Regions from separate parts of the Zea mays genome. Here region 1 is linked to region 2. Evidence: chromatin contacts called from public Hi-C data. All regions are on one chromosome and are shown on one strand. Each heading gives the region's core, a stretch centred on a gene start, on an enhancer-like site or on the middle of the called end of the contact. The rest is flanking DNA. Distances are from core to core; before and after follow the strand shown.

Evidence for each region. A called contact is a pair of places that touch in the nucleus more often than the background predicts.
Region 1: a contact with region 2 is called in a Hi-C map of leaf, with 9 times the contacts expected there. The contact joins the promoter of LOC103653964 here to the promoter of LOC109943284 in region 2. A contact is called at or near these places in 4 of 25 Hi-C or Micro-C datasets (endosperm and leaf).

Annotation. Positions count from the first base shown.
Region 1 is chr4:165,041,334-165,046,814 of Zm-B73-REFERENCE-NAM-5.0, forward strand. LOC103653964 (Replication factor C subunit 3) reads right to left here and starts at 3,011. Exons shown (of 12, transcript XM_035967380.1): 1 at 2,487-3,011; 2 at 2,291-2,392.
Region 2 is chr4:164,401,605-164,407,270 of Zm-B73-REFERENCE-NAM-5.0, forward strand. LOC109943284 reads left to right here and starts at 1,340. Exons shown (of 1, transcript XM_020546200.1): 1 at 1,340-3,891. The coding sequence starts at 1,399. The coding sequence ends at 3,891. LOC100285215 (cell division cycle protein 20) reads left to right here. Exons shown (of 5, transcript NM_001413478.1): 5 at 106-504. The coding sequence ends at 249.

The sequences.
Region 1 (5,481 bases), core at 1,761-4,260, 640 kb after region 2:
CTTTGCGTTTCACGCCCGTGGTGCTTAGGGAAGTTTGTACAACGCCTTATTTAGCCATAGAACCTTCGCTTTGTGCCTAGTAGTGACAAAGTCGGGCGTCCGCCAGACGTACACCTCCTCCTTGAGCTCGCCATTCAAGAACGTTGTCTTGGCATACATGTGTGCACAAGCCAACCCATTGCCACAACATCAAGCAGTATCCACACATATTACATCTGTGCGACCAGATCAAACACCTCATCATAGTCTATCCCCGGACCTCGGTTGTACCCCTTGGCGAGAATCTAGGCCTTGTGCCTGACGACGATGCCCTGCTCATTGCGCTCCAGTTTGTACACCCACTTCAGACCAATTGGGCGATGGCCTAGATGAAGGTCGACAAGAGCCCATGTCTCGTTCTCCTCAATGGATGTCATCTCCTCTATCGTCGCCTTGCACCAGTGGGAATCGTCTCGAGCCTCCTTGAACGTAGTCGATTCATAATCACCGATGATAATGAGCAACTCCTCATTCACCACAAACTCCCATTCTGTACAACAACAACAACAACAACAACAACAAAGCCTTTTTGTCCCAAGCACGTTGGGGTAGGCTAGAGATGAAACCCCGTATGAAAACCTCAGAGCTCAACCCCCAAAGAACAGAAAAGGGAAACAAAGGCAAAGGAGAACCGAAAACAACGAAACAGGGAAACACATAAAAGAGATAAAACCCACAATGACCAGCAAGATCTAAAATGGACACAAGAAAAGGTCAAACGATTAAGGAGGAAAAGCGAAACTATCAATCAGGGTTCTGGCACGTGAATTGCACACTTCCACCCCTTCCTATCTGCGGCGAGCTCTTTGTCAATATTCCACTCCTTCAGGTCTCTCTTCACAAACTCCCATTCTGTCAAGCCAGGAATTTCCATTGACTCGAGCACATTATCCAACGTTCTAAACCGGAGAGACATCTCATTGTCGTGGTCGGCGTCGAGGTCTAGAGGTAGTGACATGAACTCCACCTGCGTCGGTGATGGAGGTGTATCGGCCGCCGCTGGAGGTGTACTAAGTACTGGTGCAAATGTGTCGCATGCTGTTGGCATCCTTGTCCACCAAGATCGTACTGTTTAGTAACATTCTTCCACTGCCTTGATCCTCCCGATCAACTCCTCCATAGCTAGTGTATTGAGATCAAGAAGGGTTTAGATCACCATCACGATCTGTGAGTCCTTGGTGGAGTGGCCCGTAGGAATTTGCGCACGACCTCTGGCTCCTAGTACCAGGTCGGTGATGTGCATGTCGAAGTCGTCAACAGATTCACTATCCTTGAATCTGAGTGAGTTGAACTCGTGTCGTAGCCTTCGCTTGGTGCACTTGGTCCACACCGAGATTTGTTTTATTTTGACGTCCACGCGATCTTGGTGGTCGCCCTTGCTTGTGATCACCCCTTACATCTCCAGAGGTACCATGAGGGCGATGGCCTCTAGAGCATTGCGACCGTCATCGTCGATGTAGTCATTGGTGTCGACGTTCACCGCCATCCACATGCCTCTCGCCTGCAACTTCAACTTCATGAGCACCACCCATGAGTAGTAGTTGGTCTTGGTCAGCAACAGGTACTGATCGCTGTCGCCACTCTCCCTCACGGCCTAATGGATCACCAAGCCACAGTCAGTCGCCATTGGCAGAGCTGCTCCCCGTCTCTTGACAGCGATGTTGCATGATTGCAAGCATGACCCTGGCAACGATAGCAGGTGTAGCCTTCTACTCGTCGGTGCGCCTTTTCGAAGACGAAGAAGATGATCCCTGGATCACCCAAACGCTCACAAAACTCAACACGAACACTAGAAGGACACAATGAGTTTTTGGCGCTGCCAAACTACACCGCTGTGATAGGTGTATTCTAATGATATGTTTATATACACAATTACAAAGCCTCAAAAGCAAACTATTCAATCAGCTATTGATTAGTAAATAACTAATCAATCAACTACCAATTAGCTAAGAAACAAAACTAATCAATCGTCTATCAATTAGCTACAAAAGAAAACTAATCAATCATTGAAGGAGGAAAAAAATAAACCGAGCTGCTTTATTCAACACTACTTGGTTGAATGTTCACATTTCGAAATCATTTGCTTTCAGCGCTGAACCTTCTGATATGTCATGACAGTAGACTCATAGAAAAGTACTAATAAGTTAATAACCAAGTTAGGATTTAATCTGCTTCAATCCCCTCAATCCACCCCTAACCGAACAAGCCCTCGAATGGAAATGTATCGTGGCTTTCCAGCTCAGTAGCTCACCTTCACGCATCCAGCTTCCTTTATAGCCCGAAGCAGGGGCTTCTGCTCGAGCGCCTGCTTCGTGGGCACCGCGTAGATGACAACGTCCACCTGCCGCACCGCCTGGAGCAGGCTCGTGTAATTTTCAAGTGAACCAAGCCACTTAGCTAACTGAATTACGCTCTAGTGGAGGAGACTAGGGGTGCCACGCATTTACCTCGAGCAGAGTGGCGTCAGCGGCTACGAGCAAGTAGGAGAGTCGGGGCGTGCTAAGTGGTGGCCTGGTGGGGCCGGACGAACGCGAAGGTTCGGTGGCCGACGGCGAGGCTGGCCCGAGCGACGCTTACGCCGAGGCGGCCGGTGGCGCCGCCGACCACCAGGACCCGGCTCCTCGTCCTCGCTGTCTCCCTGACATCTCCGTCGCCTATAGAAGGGCAATAGTGCCGGCTAATCCGGACGGTCCGGAGCACGGCATGGCCCGTAGTGCCTGGGTACGGCACGACACGGGTGGAGGCGGGCCCGTGCACGGCCCTATGGCTAGTGCCGTGCCTGGGCCAAGTGCCGAGCACGCTGGACCGGCACGGGCACGACCCGATTAGCTCTAAAGCACGATTAAGCACGATTAGGCATGATTAGACCCAAGCACGACTAGTGAGCTGTGGGTTGTGCTTTTTTCTATCTAGGGTTTTCTCACAAGGGTGAGTTTTTACCTATATAGCTTTTTAATGAGGCAGTCATTGCACTAAACAGCTCAATATTAGCTATTTTAGTATGTTTTAACTGTATTTGTGAATGTCTGACTAAAATTCTGTGGTGTAGTGCTCGGGCCGGCCCTAGCACTACGGGCCTACCGTGCCGGCACGGCACGGCTAAGAAGGCTAAGTGCCGTGCTTGGGCCTGGGCTTAGGCACTAGTACCGTGCCGGCACGGCACGACTATTAAACGGGCCAAATGGGTCGTGCCCTAACTGTGTCGTGCCTGACCGTGCCAGGGTCGTGCCGGGCCGGGCCGCCCGTTTGGCCATCTATATCGTCGTCGCCCGCTCGGTTCGATGACATGGTGACATCTATGATCTATAGAGCCAGCACGACACGGCCCATAGTGACCAAGCACGGCAGGGCATTGATTGGTTCCGGGTCCGCGCCGGCACGGCCCGAACCTTAGTGTCGTGTTTGGACCGACTAGGGACACGCTGGGCCAGCACGAGCATAGCACGATCAGGTTTAAGCACGGTTAGTCACGCCTCTAATATCACATACCCCCCGCGCGGCCCATCGCCCAAGTCTCCTCTCACTCTCAGTGTCTCTCTCACTCATTCTCTCTCGAACCCTCCGCGGCTCCGCCCTCCAGTGATTTGGAAAGCGCCGCCTCCGTCGTCTCCCTCACCGCCTCTCCGCCGCCTCATTTGGTCCTCTGGCTCTCCAGCGCCTCTACTGGTAACACGATCCTCTGGTCAGGTTATGCTCTCTTGCTCATGTCGCCTCTAGATCTAGTTCCAAACCCTAAGTTTGGTGCTCTGATCTTGAACTTCTGTTCTTCTTCTGGTCTCCCTCCAACTTCGGTTGTGTTGATCCTCTATGGCTCCCTGTAACGGTGCGTCGATGTGTAACCCTAACTGTGTTTTAACCCTAATCATCGTGTCGTCGGCCGTCGGGGTTGGATCTGGTGCTCCGGCTTTGGTAAGTTGCTAATCTTTTTGCTTATGCTTCTGATTTGTGTTTGTCGCCTCTAGATCTGTGGTCAAACTAACGAACCCTAATCTATTCTAGTGCCTTATTCTGTGATTGAATTGAAGGTTGGAGCCATGAGGGACCGATCTGGTGCTCCTGTCCGGCTTTGGTAAGTTGCTAATATTTTGCTTGTGCTTCTAATTTGTCTTTGTCGCCTCTGGATCTTGTTCCAACCGACGAACCCTAATCTATTATGTCGCCTTGTTCTGTGATTGAAGGTTGGAGCCGTGAGGGACCAATCTGGTGCTCCTGTCCGGCTTTGGTAAGTTGCTAATATTTTGCTTGTGCTTCTAATTTGTCTTTGTCGCCTCTGGATCTTGTTCCAACCGACGAACCCTAATCTATTATGTCGCCTTGTTCTGTGATTGAAGGTTGGAGCCGTGAGGGACCAATCTGGTGCTCTGGCTTTGGTAAATTTTTAATCTCATGCTTGTTTTGTGATCTGTGCTTGTGAGTTGTGACCTGTGTTCGAACCCTAATCTATTATACTGCCTTCTTGTTCTGTGATTGGATCCATGAGGGACCGATCTCGTGCTCTGGCTTTGGTAAGTTATTAATCCGATGCTTGTTTTATGATATGTGCTTGTGAGTTGTAACCTGTGTTCAACCCTAATCTATTATATTGCCTTCTTGTTATGTGATTGTAGCCGTGAGGGACCGATCTGGTGCTCCGGCTTTGGTAAGTTATTAATCTGGTGCTATGTGCTTATGATCTGTGCTTGATGGCCGACGACGACACCGTGGCTGGACAAACTGGCGGCAGTGAGGCTGCAGTTCTTCAACGGAGCCCAACAATATAGATCCTAACCCTACTGTGGAAAGAGGTTGAGGGGACAGACACACCTACTAGTTCTCGGGTAAGAAATAGAACTTACACATCTGATGTCTGGAATGATTTTGACAAGATATATAAGGTTGTTGATGGTGTGAGGGTAAGGTGTCAGGCTAAGTGCAAAGTTCCAGTTGACTATAGATGGTCAATAAGCACAAGGCCCGCGAGCCCGGCACGAAGCCCGCTGTTTTGGCCTGATCCGAGCCCGGCACGAAGCCCGGTTCTATGCGGGCCCGGGCCGGGCTCGGACAGGAAACTAGGCACGGAGGGCTAGTCCGACACGACCCGTTTAACTCTAAGCCCGTTAAGCCCACCCTTTTGCACTAAAACGTGCTTACCGGCCCGCTTTTTCCCGTGCTAAACGGGCCAGGCCGACCCATTTAGGCCCTTTGCGGGCCGGACTCGGACAGGAAAACGAGCCCGCGGCCTTAGACAGCCCGGTCCGGTTTTCTAACCGTGCCCCGCGGGGTGGGCGGCCCGTTTAGCCATCTCTACAGTTGACACTCCAGGGTCCTCTCATGCATCTCAATCTCAGACACCTGCTGATCCAAATCCACATGTGGATGACTGATCATATTTAGGTAGATTGAACTTTGAACTATGGTTGTGTGCCTGTAATTATACTATAACTCTGAACAATGTGATATATG
Region 2 (5,666 bases), core at 90-2,589:
TGAAATTCTTCAGACTAGTTAACAGTTGCTTATCTGCATTGAGTGCATGCATGCTATGCTAGTGTGAGAACATTGCTTATATAGTTCTTGCTGGTTAAACTGCAGAGTCCTGATGGATGCACAGTAGCGTCGGCTGCTGCTGACGAGACCCTCCGGTTCTGGAACGTTTTTGGAACCCCTGAAACGCCCAAGCCTGCAGCCAAAGCTTCCCACACTGGGATGTTCAACAGCTTCAAACATATCCGATAGGATGAGTCAAGACTATTATTGGATATTGTCTATACTTGACTTGATGATGGCCTGTCGTTTTCGGAAGGTCAGAAATCAATGACACAGGGTTTGCTTCAGAAATCAGATGTAATGTTTTTTCCTCATTTTTGGTTGGAACATCAAGGGCGCTTGTTTGATGTACCAATTATTGTAAATCAAGACAGCAATATATATAAATTGATATTTTGTCGGTTGGATTTGGAAATTGTTGTAAATCGGCAACCGTTTGTTTCAACATCAAGAGCACTTGTTTGACGGCTGTGAACCCGTAGCGACTGATGGAAACCGTTCCGTTCCGTCCCGTCCAGAACTTTAAGCATACACCCCAAACTGAACGCGGCCAAATGCTCGCGGCCGGAAAGCCCGATTGAGGCTGAATGGGAACAACGAATCGTAGGCCGGAAACCCGTAGCTTTTCAAATCTTTCAGCCTCAGGCCTTGTTCGTTTCCGTCGGATTACACCCGGAATCGTTCCAGCTAATCAAAGTTTGTATAAATTAGAGAAACAATCCGGCCAGGAATCATTCCGACCCACCAATCCGGTAGAAACGAACAAGGCCTCAAGCTGACTGCTGACCACCCCCAGTGGCGGACCCAGAAATTGGTCAAGACCCGGGCCGAAGCGATCATAAACTCTAATAGTAGCATATAAAGAAAAATTGTACGACGAAACAATGTTTGTCATAGATATTAAAGATGACATACAAGTTATAATGTAGCACTTTCTAAATGTGTCATGTCAACATCAACATCAATATTTTTTTGCTCCAGAACCATATTAAGAACGCGACTTGAAGGAAATCATACGATGGTTAAGCCATTCGTCTCCTGTCTTATTCTACAACTTAGTTTTAATGATATTCATAGATGAGAAAGCTCTTTCCACATAGGCTCAATCTCAAACTTAATTTCTAGCCATGTGATCTTGTTTATTTGGTCGCAACATTTTGAAATTTTATTTGGTGATTATGGTATTAGATGGTTGTATGGAATATCTTGTTTCGTACTCTCTCTGATCTTTTTAATTTGACGTTTGCTAGTGTAAAATTGAATTATCATGCGTCAGTAGAGTAGTTATAACAATTGGTATCAGATTCTCGTTGATTCCTGAGCACGCAGTCCGCAACGATGGGCAGCACCACCAACACCAATCTCACGGAGGCAATGGAGGCGCAGGCGAATACCCTAGCTACACAATCGCGGTTGCTCCAACAGATCTGTGACCGGATGGAGGCCCAGGATAACCACTGGGAAGTGCTTCAGCGTTCTGTGGCCGCCAACGCCAACGCCATCGCAACTCTCACCTCGGCGGTGGCCGCCGCCGATCCGGCGTCGATCCGTGCGGATCTGACCCGCGAGTTGAAGATGGAGCTGTCGTCACAAGTGGAGTATCAGGTGACCCAGTTTCAATCTCAAACGTGGGAGCGCATCGATGCGGTCGATGGAGCCCTGTCCACGCGCGTGGAGGCGCTGGAGCAGGTCACGTCGTCGCTCGACGCTTGGAGACCCGGCGTCGACCACTCCACGCGCGGGATCCAGACGTCCGTCGACGCGCTCCGTGCTGAGATCTCTCAGCTGGGCTATCGCATGGATCGTCTCCAACCACCGTCGCCTCCACTTCGTCCGGGCATTCTGGGTCCGTACGCGTCGACGGTGGAGCGCCAGCCTGCTCCCACGGCATTCGTCGACGGCCCCACTGGGCACCGCGATGCTCACCAACGTCGGGAGGACAGCCATGGGTACATCTATACCCATAGCCTACTCCCGCCCAATGGTACGCACCCTGCTTTTGATCCCTATCAACATGCTGTTCAACCAAATTGGCATGACCGTTTTGACGCCACTATGCATGAGTCAATTGCTCCCCTGCTGGGTCAATTACCTAAAGTACCTTTCCCCACTTTTGATGGTGACAATCCTAAATTGTGGCAAAAACGATGTGCGGATTACTTTTCCATGTATTCAGTTGATCCTCGCGCTTGGATACGAATAGCAACCATGCACTTTTCTGGCGCTGCGGCGCGTTGGCTCCAATCCATAGAGTATCACCTGAATCATGTCACTTGGCTAGAGTTTGGACAGATGGTAGCTGACCGTTTTGGCAAGGATCAACACGAAGTCCACATTAGACACCTCTTTCATATTCGTCAGTCCAGTACAGTATCCGATTATGTTGAGCGTTTCTCTCAGCTCATAGATCAACTCCGTGCATATAATCCTACTGCTGATCCAGTGTTCTACATTATGCGTTTTCTTGATGGTCTCAAAGATGATATTAAATCTGTTGTTACGCTTCAACGCCCAAAGGATTTGGATACTGCCTTTGTTTTGGCTCAATTGCAGGAGGAGGTCAGTGATCGGCGTCGGGATTCAAGGAAGCTGGACAATTCATTTACGTCAAAGTCCTTCTCCAAGACTCATTTTCCGTTGCCATTACCCCCCAGGGCGTCTTCATTGAAGCATGATGAGTCTACTCCTGCTCGTGCACCTCAGTCACACTCAACGGATGACAAGCTTGCTTCCTTGATGGCTTACCGTAAGGCCAAGGGATTATGCTATAAGTGTGGTCTCCAATACACTAAAGGTCACCGCTGTGCCGATTCAGTGCAGCTACACGTTGTGGATGAACTCTGGCAACTATTTCAGCTTCCAGTCAATGAGGATGAAGGCACTTCTGAAGAACTGAATGCTATTTGTCTCTCTCAGGCAGCTATGGAGGGAGTGGCTGCTCCAAAAACAGTACAGTTCATGGGTCAGCTTCAAGGCCTAGAGTTGTTGATTTTATTGGATTCAGGGAGTTCTCATTCTTTCTTAAGTACTCAAGTGGCTGCTCATGTCCGGGGCCTCATTCTTCTGCAAAAGCCCTTGACAGTACAAGTAGCAAATGGAGCTCAGATGCAATGCACTCACGAACTTGCTGATGCCGTCTGGTCCCTCGCCGGGTGTGATTTCACTTCTAGTTTGCGTGTGCTACCATTGCAGAAATATGACTTAATACTGGGTATGGATTGGCTCGAAAAATTCAGCCCTATGATGGTGCATTGGGCAGAAAAGTGGTTGATGATACCGTACAACGGTTCCACAGTTAAATTGTTTGGTCTCCAGTCTGCAAAAGGGAAAAATGCTGTTATTGAGCTTCGTCAGCTATCAGATTTGACAGATAAGGATCAGTCGGTGTATTCCACCTTGCCCGCCGAGTTACAAGCATTGGTTACAAGGTTCCAATCTGTGTTTGCTCTTCCTGTTGGCCTACCACCTGTCCGTGATTGTGATCACCATATCTCTCTTCTACCTGGTGCTCAACCATTTCATGTGAGACCATACAGATATGCACCCGCGTTGAAGACTGAAATCGAGCGCCAAGTCCAAGAGATGTTATCTTCAGGCATTATTCAACACAGCAACAGTGAGTTCTCCTCTTCAGTAATCTTGGTTAAGAAGAAAGACGACTCCTACCGCTTTTGTGTTGACTATAGACATCTAAATGCTCTTACTGTGAAAACTCGGTTTCCTGTTCCTATTATGGATGAACTGCTCGACGAGTTATATGGGGCTGCCTGGTTTTCAACGTTGGATCTCCGTGCTGGTTTCCACCAAATTCGCATGGTGAAAGGGAATTAGGCTTACACCTAGTTCCTATATAATTTTGGTGGTTGAATTGCCCAACACAAACAATTGGACTAACTAGTTTGCTCTAGTGCATAAGTTATACAGGTGTAAAAGGTTCACACTTAGCCAATAAAATGACCAAGTGTTGGATTCAACAAAGAAGCAATGTGGCAACCGAAGGCCCTCTGGTCTGGGAGCACCGGACTGTCCGGTGTACACCGGACAGTGTCCGGTGCACCACCGGACAGTGTCCGGTGCACCAGAGGACTCCCACTCGAACTCGCCACCTTCGGGAATTTCCAGAGGCGACTCCGCTATAATTCACCGGACTGTCCGGTGTACACCGGACAGTGTCCGGTGCGCCAAAGGAGGTCGGCCTCAGGAACTCGCCAGCTTCGGGAAAAGCCAACGACTCGTCCACTATAATTCACCGGACTGTCCGGTGTACACCGGACTGTCCGGTGCGACTCCGGAGCAACGGTCATCTCCGCGCCAACGGCTCTCTGTCGCGCATTTAATGCGCGCTCTGCGCGCGCAGATGGCAGACGCGCCCACTCCGGCACACCGGACAAGGAACAGTGCATGTCCGGTGTGCACCGGACACCCAGGCGGGCCCACAAGTCAGAAGCTTCAACGGCTGGAATCCAACAGCAGTGATGACGTGGCAGGGGCACCGGACTGTCCGGTGTGCACCGGACTGTCCGGTGCGCCATCGAACAGAGGACCCAGCCAACGGTCAAGTTTGGTGGTTGGGGCTATAAATACCCCAACCACCCCACCATTCATTGCATCCAAGTTTTCCACTTCCCAACTACTACAAGAGCTCTAGCATTCAATTCTAGACACACCAAAGAGATCAAATCCTCTCCAATCTCCACACAACGCCATAGTGACTAGAGAGAGTGATTTGCTTGTGTTCCTTCGAGCTCTTGCGCTTGGATTGCTTTCTTCTTTCTTGATCCATTCTTTGCAATCAAACTCACTTGTAATTGAGGCAAGAGACACCAATCTTGTGGTGGTCCTTGTGGGAACTTTGTGTTCCAAGTGATTGAGAAAAGAAAGCTCACTCGATCCGTGGATCGTTTGAGAGAGGGAAGGGTTGAAAGAGACCCGGCCTTTGTGGCCTCCTCAACGGGGAGTAGGTTTGCAAGAACCGAACCTCGGTAAAACAAATCTCCGTGTCTCACTTGCTTATTCGCTTGGGATTTGTTTTGCGCCCTCTCTTACGGACTCATTTCTTTATTACTAACGCTAACCCCGGCTTGTAGTTGTGTTTATATTTGTAAATTTCAGTTTCGCCCTATTCACCCCCCCTCTAGGCGACTTTCAATTGGTATCAGAGCCCGGTGCTTCATTAGAGCCTAACCGCTCGAAGTGATGTCGGGAGATCACGCCAAGAAGGAGATGGAGACCGGCGAAAAGCCCACTACAAGCCAAGGGAGCACTTCATCGGAAGAGTCCCGCACCAAGAAGGTTTGCTACAAATGTGGTAAGCCCGGTCATTTTATTGCTAAATGTCCTATATCTAGTGACAGTGACCGAGGCGACGACAAGAAGGGGAGAAGAAAGGAGAAGAAGAGATACTACAAGAAGAAGGGCGGCGATGCCCACGTTTGTCGGGAGTGGGACTCCAATGAAAGCTCAAGCGACTCCTCCTCCGACGAGGACGCCGCCAACATCGCCGTCACCAAGGGACTTCTCTTCCCCAACGTCGGCCACAAGTGCCTCATGGCAAAGGATGGCAAAAGGAAGAAGGTTAAATCTAACTCCTCCACTAAATATGAATC